3 separate regions of the Mus musculus genome follow, and regions 1 and 2 are each linked to region 3. A link is a contact called in public HiChIP or PLAC-seq data. All regions are on one chromosome and are shown on one strand. Each heading gives the region's core, a stretch centred on a gene start, on an enhancer-like site or on the middle of the called end of the contact. The rest is flanking DNA. Distances are from core to core; before and after follow the strand shown.

Evidence for each region. HiChIP or PLAC-seq counts read pairs in DNA pulled down with a chosen protein or histone mark.
Region 1: an H3K27ac HiChIP or PLAC-seq map of embryonic stem cells shows a contact between it and region 3, with 5 read pairs. The contact joins two enhancer-like sites. A contact is called at or near these places in 1 of 484 Hi-C or Micro-C datasets (embryonic stem cells), 1 of 115 datasets of contacts at active chromatin or transcription factors (embryonic stem cells) and 1 of 9 other capture datasets (embryonic stem cells).
Region 2: a contact with region 3 is called in an H3K27ac HiChIP or PLAC-seq map of embryonic stem cells, with 2.9 times the contacts expected there. The contact joins two enhancer-like sites. A contact is called at or near these places in 2 of 484 Hi-C or Micro-C datasets (both in embryonic stem cells) and 3 of 115 datasets of contacts at active chromatin or transcription factors (all in embryonic stem cells).

The regions. Positions count from the first base shown.
Region 1 is chr1:13,093,053-13,096,765 of GRCm38.p6, forward strand. All of the region lies in intron 2 of Gm39592 (a long non-coding RNA gene), which reads right to left. Among named protein-coding and RNA genes, the nearest start is that of Gm39592, 10 kb to the right of the region's middle. Within about 2 kb of position 2,294, at least 8 of the 459 cell types and tissues checked have an H3K27ac peak or open chromatin away from gene starts, as enhancers often do. A contact at or near this core is called in embryonic stem cells, where this site is marked.
Region 2 is chr1:13,072,340-13,075,973 of GRCm38.p6, forward strand. No RefSeq gene overlaps it. Among named protein-coding and RNA genes, the nearest start is that of Gm39592, 31 kb to the right of the region's middle. Within about 2 kb of position 1,847, at least 13 of the 459 cell types and tissues checked have an H3K27ac peak or open chromatin away from gene starts, as enhancers often do. A contact at or near this core is called in embryonic stem cells, where this site is marked.
Region 3 is chr1:12,743,391-12,747,479 of GRCm38.p6, forward strand. All of the region lies in intron 2 of Sulf1 (sulfatase 1), which reads left to right. Among named protein-coding and RNA genes, the nearest start is that of Sulf1, 53 kb to the left of the region's middle. Within about 2 kb of position 1,516, at least 39 of the 459 cell types and tissues checked have an H3K27ac peak or open chromatin away from gene starts, as enhancers often do. A contact at or near this core is called in embryonic stem cells, where this site is marked.

The sequences.
Region 1 (3,713 bases), core at 1,044-3,543, 350 kb after region 3:
GGGAGTGGGTGGGCAGGGGAGTGGGGGTGGGAGGATATGGGGGACTTTTGGTATAGCATTGGAAATGTAAATGAGCTAAATACCTAATAAAAAATGGAAAAAAAAAAACAATAACAACAACAACAAAAAAAGAGCCATGAATTTGATAGAACAAGGAGAACGCTATGCAAGTGTTTTGAGGAAGGAATGGGAAGGGAAAAGTGCTGTATTTATATTATAATCACAAAAATAAGAGAAATACTAAAGGTTTTTGTTTTACACAGAAATTATTATAAATGGGTATCTCCAATTGTATTTTCTAGAGCATCTCCCTGTTTTAGGGAGTCTCATACATGTGCTGAAAACAAAATATGCCTGCTAGTTAAGGAAGCAATTTGACCATTCAGAGGAAAGGAAACATGAACGTTAAAGCTGCCCGCTGCAGGCCTTGGAGAGTCTTACAGGGTCTCCATAGCCACCCCCGACCCGCCCCCATGCTTGCCAGGACTGCTCCTTCATCATTGTTTTCCAATCAGCGAAGGAGCCTGTGGAAGCAGCACCCTGAGGACTCCTTGTTGAAGTACTCTCTCTCCCTGGCAGTCTCTGTTTTGTCTGGGACTCCCTCTGAGTTCACACATCTGGGCGCCCTCACAGCTACCCAGCATGGCTACCCAGCATGGCTACCCACCACTCTGGCAGACAGTTAGGAACCTATCTTAGAAACTTTTTTCTTTCCTTTCCTTTCCTTCCCTTCCCTCCCCCCTCCCTTTTTCTTTTCTTTTCTTTTCTTTTCTTTTCTTTTCTTTTCTTTTCTTTTCTCTTCTCTTCTCTTCTCTTCTCTTCTCTTCTTTCTTTCTTTCTTTCTTTCTTTTCTTTCTTTCTTTCTTTCTTTTTTTTTTTTTTTTTGTGATTTGGAATAATATGATACCTGAGGCCTGCCACCGGGCAGTTTTTGATAAGAGCTAGGACTCAAACAAGCTCAGATAGAGCCTAACCTAGAACAGGTTTTGATATAAACTTACCCCACACTAAATGATGCTGGATACATAAACTTGTCCGATGAAATGATACAAAATTTAGAACTTTGGGAATTGTCTCTAGGATCACAGGGCTGTGCTCCCAAGACACAGCTTCACTCCCCTCTGTGTTGATACAAGAGGACTTGAGACTCTGCAAGACCCTGGGCTTTTATGCCACTGTAGTTGGGCTCACACAGGGACCCCCTCAGTGCCATCTTCTCAGCCTGCCACAGCTAAAGGACTTTAGAGAAGACATGGGTCGAGCCTACAACCTTGAGAAGCGTGCTTACCAGAGACGATCCCCCCTCGTGGAACCCTGCGCTGCATTTCTGCCCAAACCACTGTTCTAAGATGGGAGACATGTCTGTTTAACTCTTATGTTAGTATGATATTATAAAGAATGTTTGTGTGAATAAATGAATATATTAGAAAGATAAGTCTTGTGTGTGAAGAACAAGCCTGCCTCCATTTTTTACATAAAAGCCATCTTTTTTTTTTTTTTTTTTTTTTTCTTTTTTTCTGAGACAGGGTTTCTCTGTGTAGCCCTGGAACTCACTCTGTAGACCAGGCTGGCCTCTAACTCTTGAAAGCCATCTTATAGTAAAGGCAAATTAGGCTCATTCGTGTTTATGATTGATCTGGGCTATGCCCCACCTGTAACCAGAACTCCCGAGGATTCCGGCCTGCCTGTTCCGGGAATGGCGAGCGTGTCTTTGTTTCAGGGCAGACTAACTTGTTATGCTGATGCTCTGCTCCTGTAACCCTGCCTATTTTGCCTGCCCCCCCCCCCCCCGCCCCTATTTGGAAACCTCCTACCCCTGAGCTATAAAAATCTTGTCTTCCTCACATCCAATGCTAACTTCTCAAAACCCACCTTAGGGAGAAAGCACCCTGTGTACCCGAGTAAAAAAAGCTTGCTTTAATTAATTTGGCAGATGGTCTTTCTCCTCCCTTCTCTGGGATTAACCTGTACACATCCTAACTGTGTGCACCCTGCAGCCCATTGTCTTGCTTCCTGCAGTGTAGGTCATCCCTTTCTGCCCACTCAAGGAAATGTATTTGAGGCATGGTGGGGCAGGCCTGTAATCCCAGCACCACAGAGGCTGGCGTTAGAAGATCAATAGAGTCTTAAGCCAGTCTGGGATATAGATGAAACTTTGTCTCAAAACAAACAAACAAGCAAACAGAAAACAAAAGCAAAAAACAAAACAACAAACTATCAATAGGGAGCTATCCTCAGGTGAGGGACTCTGGTATTCACAACACTTGTTCTATTTTTTGAAGGGACTGGGATTTTCTTTCTTTCTTTGTTTTTGTATGAGATAGGGTCTGTCTATGTAATTCTGTCTGGCCTGGAAGTCAATATATAGACCAGGCTGGGCTCAAACTCACTGAGATGCATCTGCCGCAGCTTTAAAGATGTGTGTCATCACACCCAGCTTTTTTATTTTATTTTATATTTTTTGAGATAGGATCTCACTAGGAAGGCTCTTGGGGATGTCGGGTGTTGGGAGCTGAGAGCAGAGCTCTGTTATTCTGGCTGTCCTGGAACTTGCTGTGTAGATGAGGATGGCTTCAAACTCAGAAATATCCTGCTTCCACCTCCCACTGGCTGGGATTAAGTTACCACTGCCCGCCCGCCCACCTGTAGGATTTGCCTCAGCCTGCAGCGGAAAGACAGGTTGAAAGGATACAAAACTAGAGATAAAGCGAACAGCTAGCAGTGACAGCCATACTGTGGAACTGAGAGTGAAATAAGAAAAAAATGGAAACTTGTGAGAGCTGATTAGAGAGACAGAAAGATTCAAGAGGGCAAATGGACAGATGAAGGTTGACTAAGAAGGAGGTGGGTGACAAGTCACAGGATCCCCGACTCCACTTTACACAGCATTGATGCAGCTGGAAGATATGAGAAGTTGGTTCTGGCAGTACAGGCCTGTAATTCCACCCCCTCCGGGTGCTGGAGCAAGGAGGATAGCAAGTCAGAAGCAATCTAGGCTGCAGAGCGAGTCAAAAGCAGAAAGAGGGCCCAGCCTGAGATCAGCTCTGGCTTTAGTCAAGCCCCAGTAGGGCAACTACAACAAAAAAGACTTAAAGGGGGAGGTGACTAAATTTTAACCCTTTCAGAAGGAGAACAATGAAATGTCTACACGTCACACAGTAGTTACACAGGAGAAGTGTTCAGCAGGGTTTCCAAAGCTCAGGAAAGAGATTTGATTTGAGGTTATCAGTGATAATGTGGGTGCTAAGAACTGACCTGGATCCTCTGCAAGAACGTCTCTTGCACAGAGCCATCACTTCAGGTCACACGCTGCTTTTTAAATCGTTTTAAGATTGTTTTATGCATATGTGTATTTTGCCTGCATGTTGTCTGTGCATTATGTGTGTCTGGTACCCACTGAAGCTAAAAGAAGAATGTTGGATCCCTGGAACTAGGATTACAGACAGTTGTGAGGTAATATGTAGGTACTGGGTCCTGGACCCTCCACATTGAACTCCAGTCCTCTGGAAGATCAGTCACTGCTCTTACCTGCTTTCCAATCACCCTTCTCCCAGTTATTAGGGTCTTAATACAGCGCCAGCTTAGCCTCATAATAGCTGGGTAATGTGAATAGCTTTGAACTCCTGATCCTCCTGCCTTTGCCACCCAAGAACTGGCTTTTAGGGGTGTATGGTACCACCCCTGGTTGACTATAGTTTTGCAAGACATTTTAC
Region 2 (3,634 bases), core at 597-3,096, 330 kb after region 3:
GTTGGGGGTGTCACTGGCAGAATTCTTACCTGCCAGAGAAAGAGTAGAGACCAGAGTGAAGAAGAACAAGCCGTAGATGCCCCTAATCTGTGTTCCTTGAGACTTTTGTCGAGTTAGGCTGCAGGACGGCCGAGCTAATCAAGGAAGAACTAACTGCCTTGCACCACAGTTTACCCCAGCAGTCAGCTAGCTGAAGACTCTACAGTGTGGCCCAGGACTCAAGTTGTTGCTTGGAACAGGAGACAGATAACCACACTTGTTAAACCTGTTCACCTTTTAGCTTTTGTTAACCTTAGGCCACAAAGGTACAACTAAAGGTATTTATTCTCATTAGTTGTCCCTCACTTTGGGGACCAGGTAAGCTCACATTTGACCCTGTCTCAAATACACAGACACACACACACAGCATTTGAAAGTTTTCAGTGGCCTCTTTGACAATCAGGCCTCTTCTCCCAGTTTCCTAACTCCTCGCCCACCCTGAGGGTCATGGGGGATGAGAGATTCATTGAGGTATGACAGACAGAGGAAAGGGCTGTGGATCATGTGATCACACAGCAAGCATGTGACCAGCAACGGAGCCAGATAGACCTGCCAGCCCACCCCAGAGCTGCCATAGCATGGGATCTTGGGTAGTTTCTTTTCTAAAGGCTGACGGTATCCTCTCTGTTGAAAAAGAGCCTCCAAGGTCCCAGAAGTTCTTTAATACTGAGATGTAGCTTTCATATAGAAGATCTACTACGGGGCTGGTGAGATGGCTCAGCGGTTAGGAGTGCTGACTGCTCTTCCAAAGGTCCTGAGTTCAAACCACATGGTGGCTCACAACCATTTGTAATGAAATCTGACGCCATCTTCTGGAGTGTCTGAAGACAGCTACAGTGTACTTACATATAACAAATATATATATATATATATATATATGATCTACTACATCTCCGTAATAATGCACAGCCCCATTTAGCACAATAGGCACAGCTGGCTATTTTTTCTCAGTCTCTTCAGTCTACTTTGTTTCTCCCAGCCATCTCTCTGCTCCACAGAGGTGACCATGAAGCTTCCTAATTGGGAAGCTCCCCTAAAGTCTCACACTCACTGATAGAATGACAGGCCCAAGATGAGAGCACAGAGCTAAAATAGGAATGTCAAAGGATACTTTTCACACTTGCCCTCTAAACAACACCCAGCAGACAGCCAGGAGTCTTTGAAATGTGTCCTGTAGAACCACCAGCCCCTAATCCTAGGGATGAAGATCAAGGGAGCAACAGGCTGAAGTAGAGCTTGCAATCTGCCTTGCAAGGTTGATGTTATTTGATGCTTCATCTCACCTCTTTATACAAAAAAAAAAAAAAAAAATCAAAATAAGTTATGAATGACAGACTATTTTTGACACAGTCCAAACATAGCCAAGAAGTAAGAAAAATGAGTCCCATAGGAATGGGTCTTTAACTCCAGGGACACAGCAGTCACCATAGGGTTTAGCCCCAGCACTGCATTAACCTGGAAGAAGTAACACAAGCCTGAATTGTAGCAGGTTCAAGGCCAGCAGGGTAGAGGAAGGACTTGCCTGAAAAACAGACAAACAAAACACCCAAAAGAAAACAGAACCAATTAAAAACAAACAAACAAGGCCCACAGGGCAGCAGTGGAGCTGGCCTTCGATTCCAGCACAAGGGAGGCAATGGCAGGTGGATCTCTGTGAGTTCAAGGTCAGCCTGGTGTGCAACCTATATAATGAGACTCTGTCTTGAGAAGCTAACCAAGCAAGCAAGCAAGCTAACAGAGTTACTGTGTGGAGATTCTGCTGTATTCAGACTCATGATCTCCTGCATCCTCTGGGCTCCGTAACTAACAAGACAACATATATGTGCTCAGTTGTGGAGGAGAGACTTGCCAGCCCATCCTTGGGCAGTTTTATCTCTACAAATTAAAGACGGTAGTAATTTCCATCTCTACTTACTAGCATTAACAACCCCACAAATGCTTCTGTATTTTCCCCCTTGATTAGTCTGCTACTGAATGGCTAGTAAATTTAAAATGTTTTAATGGCTTCTTTTTCCAGATAAGGTGAGTTCTACTATGCTACCTTGCTGCACTCAATCTTTAAAAAAAAAAAAAAAAAAAAAAAAAAAAAGAACAAACAAAAAGTACGAAAATCTAAAAACAACAAGCAAACAAAACCCCAAACTTCTCCCCCGACATACAGTTAAGTTTTTTGTTAAGTAATTTGCAAATTTACTTAACAAAAAACTTTTTAGTCATGTATTCTATCTTTCGAGGGGGGGGCAGGGGGGAGTGAATTTGCAAGCAGACAATAGGGATGGAACAGTTACAAAGTGGTGCTTTTCTTTGTTCCAAAGGTGGGCTGAGTGCTTCATTTTAAGCTAAGTAGATCTCCAAGAGCACAGAGAGCTCGTCCCCAGGGTCCCGCAGCACCTTCAGGCAAGTACAATTAGGCAAAGACCTCGGAAAACCCCTGGAGGGTTTCAAAACTTACCCCCTCCCTCAGACTCCAACCTGCTAATCTAATGCTAATCTTTGCTCAGAAACTACAGGTATTTTAACACCAACTAATTAGGTTTGCTAGTTCTCCGGGCGTAGGCCGGGTCTTTCCTAAAGCTTGATGTGTGTGTTATTAGCTAAGTGGGTCTATATACTCCCGAAAGCTCGCCTGACCCTTTTCCATGACACAGAAGTCAATGAATGGATTGATAAGACCACAAAGGAGACAGGGGGCATTTGTGCGCAGTGATTTCTCCTTTAAAGAAATGATTAACTGACAGAGTCTATTGAATGCCAAAATCTAACATCAGATTTTATTCTTAAACCAATGCAGTTTAATACAGTGGTTATAAGATAAACATTTTTATTAGTCCACAGAGAATTCCTGGGGAAACTTGGCATAAGCTCAAGATTCAAACAAAGATCATGATTCTCAATTAATTTCTGTGTCTCTGAGTCTGTCTGTCTGTCTCCCCCCTCCTTACCTCTTCTTTGCTCCATCTTTCCTGCTTCTCTTCTTCTCTCTCCATCTATCTGCTTAGGCATGTAAGTGCCCTCTACCTCAGGCCTTTTAATGTCTGTGTTTGGAGAAGTTCAGTTCTTGTGCACTCTACAAAATTCCTGCATCCTAATCAATGATGCTCCTGCTTCCTTTACTCCTCGTCCCCTCCCTCCCTCCCTTCCTTTCTTTCTTTCAATTTTTTTTAAATAGTCACATTTATATTTTATTGTTTATATTTTATTGAACACTATAAATATAGAGAAACGCTAACATATGTAGGAGGATGTAAATTAGTAGCATGCAAACATGCCACTTCATATAAAGGCTTGAGTTGCCAAGGATTTTAGCAGCCAACCAGCTTTAGGGGTAGCTTCAGAGATCCCCCATGAGCCGGGCAGTGGTGGTGCACGCCTTTAATCCCAGCACTTGGGAGGCAGAGACAGGCAGATTTCTGAGTTCGAGGCCAGCCTGGTCTACAAAGTGAGTTCCAGGACAGCCAAGACTATACAGAGAAACCCTGTCTCGAAAAACCAAAAAAAAAAAAAAAAAAAGAAATCCCCCATGAATGCTGATGGATACTCAGGGTACTCTGGAGAATGAGAAAGATTACAACATTGCCGACATTGCCGACATTGC
Region 3 (4,089 bases), core at 266-2,765:
ATTTTGTATGTATGAGTGTTTGCCTGCATGTATGCATATGTACCACATGTATGTCTTGTGTCCCTGAAGGCCAGAATAGGGCATCAGATGTCCTGGAACTAAGGGGTGCAGAGAACTGAACCCAGGTCCTCTGGAAGAGCAGCCAATGGTCTTAACCCCTGCCTGAGGCATCACTCCAGCCCCTCTAACATCTTAATTCAATATCTTGAAAAGGGATATAATGTGAAATAATATTCATAAATGAAAAATGTAAGACTTATAGAAGTCTCTTAAAAATTGTCGATGTTAAAAATCTCTACATAAATGTGTACTATAAATGTAGGCTCATTCATTTTAGAAATATTCCTCTTGCACATGAGAGCAACAGTAAAAAAAAAAAAAAAATCTCTACATTGGCTACACATTTTACCTAGCATAGCTTCAGTCCAGTCCTAAAGGGTTCCTAAAATTCAGAAGTATTCCAACTGTATAACACAGAAACACACACCGGCTACTTTGTAGTTTAAATCTGGTTCTCATGGTATTGTTACTATCAATATTATACAGTCTTTTTTAATATTTAATCTTCCTTTACATCTACAACAGTAGTTCTCAACCTTCCTAATGCTGTGACCCTTTAATATAGTTCCTCATGCTGCAGTAATACCCCCAACTTATAATTATTTTGTTGCTACTTCATAACTGTAATGTTGCAACTATTATGAATCATAATGTAAAAATCTGATCTGCAATTCCAGGGGTCCACAGGTTGTAGACCATTAATCTATGGGATTCTTAAAATCAACTGTCCCTTTTCCTTCTGTATTTCTAATCTCTTTAAGTTAATAGCAGTAAGGAAGTTAGGTAAATTAGGTAAGGAAGTCTGCCCTGACTGTGATGTCCAGTCTCTTGGTTTGTTCTTCAGGTTGGCTTTGGCTAGTCACCCTTTACCTCAGATCTTTGATTACAGAACCCATCATGTGGAAATGATACCTTGACCTCAGCATGCAGGTTGAGGACCCCAGCAATTTTAACAGTAGAACAAAAACCTAGTGCGTTATTGTGGCAATGTAGTGACTATTCTGTTAAAAGAGCAGAGATTTTAAGTTGGTTGTTGAAAACTGTTGAAAACTATGGGTTTAGTTTCACTTTGTTTTTTGATTGTTTTTTTTTTTTTTCCCAAACATTCTCCCCTTGGTTTACATTGCCCAGTTAAGAATTTAAAAGGACGCCTTTGCTAAAGCCTCAGGTTCCACCTGGTTTGGGGGTGAAAGCACAGGAAGCCACTGCATTTTGCATAGTTTCCATTTGAAAAGGTCTACCAGCCCGGGTTCTCTTTCAGGGTGGGCCAGGCTTCCGGGAACCTTGGCCAAGCCTTTAGATAAACCTGCTGGAGGTTGGGATTTTGTATCAGATCCTCAAATGCCACTCAGCTAGTTCCACCTTTGAAAAGCTGCCATTGTAATGTCCCCAGAGTGTGCATAGCCATTCCTAAAGGGTGAGGTGGACTGACACCTCGTAGTGTAATGTGGGGGAGAATTTTTCAGCCACTTGGCATTTGTTCACTCTAATTGGGAAACCAGACAGGCTGGGTTATAGAGGCTCTGGTGTCAGGCAAAGTATTTGAGGAAGGAATTTCTTTTGATGTCTCAACAAAAGGATTTTCAAGTAAATAGCTTGGAGACCTATTTAATTCTTTTTCTTTTTTGCTTTGTTTCTTCCTTTACTTAAACATTCATCAATGCAACCAATATTCACCAAGCATTCCTACAGGCCAGGTGTGTTTTAAATGCCTGTCATTGTGACAACACCTGAGCAGATCAACTCAGGAAAACACTTTGTTTGCACTGTGTCAGGAGAGGACAAAAGACCGAAGTGTGTGGCAGAGAAGACTGCTCACTTCATGGATGAGACAGGGATGTCGATATTCCCTTCGAAGGCAGGCCCCAAATGCTCTGTCTTCCATTAGACTTCCTGCCTAAAGGTTTCACTACTTCCTGGGTACACCAGAGTTGATCAACAAAACCTTCAGAGAAAAACCTTTGGGGCACATCTAAGAATCAAACTATGAAACCAATCAGGATGCCATGTGCCCATAATTTCAGCCTTCAAGAGGCCAGTGCAGAAGGCTCACAAATTCAAATGTGAGCCTGAGCTACATAATAAGACACACTATAAAATACAAAACAAACAAATAAAAAACAAAAAATAATCAAACTATAGAATATGCCAAGCCTCATTCTAAGAATTTGAAATGTATCAGCGAGTAAAATATTTAGAGACCTGGAACTCTGTGTATATCATGTTCTAGTAAGAGGAGGAAGATAATCTACTCATTTCTACCAAGTCTATATAGTCTATTAGAACAGAGAGCAAAATGAGCAATCAGGTACATTGCAATGCTAAAAAGGAAGGTTTGCTGAGAAAAGGTTTAAATTTGAAGGACATAGAGAAGTCGAAGCTGGGAATCTTATAGAACACCAGGAAATGGAGGGATGGCTCAGTGGTTAAGGATACCCACAAGTTCAGTTCCCAGCACCCCTGTTGGCACTGACAACTACTTATGACTTTAGCCCCAGGGTATCTGTGTTCACATGCATATGTGTCCCCAATACATATGCATAATTAAGAATAATAAAAATAATCTTTAAGAAAGAAAGCATTCCATCGAGGAAAAAACTAACATAAAAAGACCACTATAAACCAAAAAAATAAAAAAGTAAAAAAAAAAAAAAAGCCGGGCGTGGTGGCGCACGCCTTTAATCCCAGCACTCGGGAGGCAGAGGCAGGCGGATTTCTGAGTTCGAGGCCAGCCTGGTCTACAAAGTGAGTTCCAGGACGGCCAGGGCTACACAGAGAAACCCTGTCTCGAAAAACCAAAAAAATAAAAAAGTAAAAAAAAAGACCACTATAAGTAGTCTGATGCAATATGAGAACCACAGAGAGACTGTGCACAGTAGTGTCACAGTAGTGTCCGGAAATGGTATCAGAGTCACCGCAGGCCAATACATGACCCATAGGCCATGGGAAGATTAAGGCGATTTCTCTGGATGAAAGGGAAACCGTTATTGAAGTTCACATAAAGGAATAGTGCTTTCTGACTTATGTTTCCAAAGGTTCTCTTTGCTGTGCTAGAAGCAGATGATAGATGAACAACAGCAGCAAGAAGAGACTTACTACGAGGCTATTAAAATAGAGGAGAGAACTTCACACTTATAGTAAGAGAAGCTTCAGAAATAGACACCAGCTATTTATAAAGGAAGAACCAACAGTATTACCTAATCAGTTGGATAGCAAATGTGAGAAGCATTTTTAAGAGAGGAGGAGGGAAGAGGGATGGAAAGCGGGATGGAGGGACTCACCTCCGGAGTTCAGTGGTTTCAGTAATTGAGTTGGGGATGTCTATTAGTCCTCCGATCGGAAATATCTTTTGGCATTTAGATCTACAATCATTGGAAATCATTAGCATGGTGTCCACAGTGATGGGTTTATAGACAGATGGAGCTGGGTGTGGGGAAGAAACAAGCCTGCTGTCTCAGTGCTGAGGAGGCTGAGGCAGGAAACCATGAGCTCAAAGATAGCCTGGGCTCAAAACACTGTAAGCATGGCACAGTGTAGAGGGAAGCCGATAGAAGCGCAAGGTGAAATGAAGCAAAGACAAAGTATGGCAGCTCTCACAATGATTTTTTTGTCAGTAAACAGGGGAAGTGGGACAAGAGAGTTAGTATTTTTAAGAGGTGGGACTAGAACGGTGGCTCAGCAATTAAGAGCCCCTGCTGTTCTTCCGCAGGACATCCTGTGGAAGTTCAGATCCCACAATAAAAATAAATCTTAAAAAAAAAAATTAGAGAAATCGCAGCATGTTTAGCATGTTTATACAGGGATGGAAATGGCATGGTTTTGAGGGGTAAATATGGAAGTTTAGAAAAAAGAAGAGAGTGTTACTGGTGCCCAGATTTTGAATATGTCAAAAAGATGGCACCTAACTCACAGACAGAAGAATCTACTTTAAAAGTGTGAGTGCTAGAGACATGGCTCAGTGGTTATGAGCACTGGCTGCTCCTCCAGAGGACCCAGGTTCAAGGCTATAGGGATCTCCTACAGTTATTC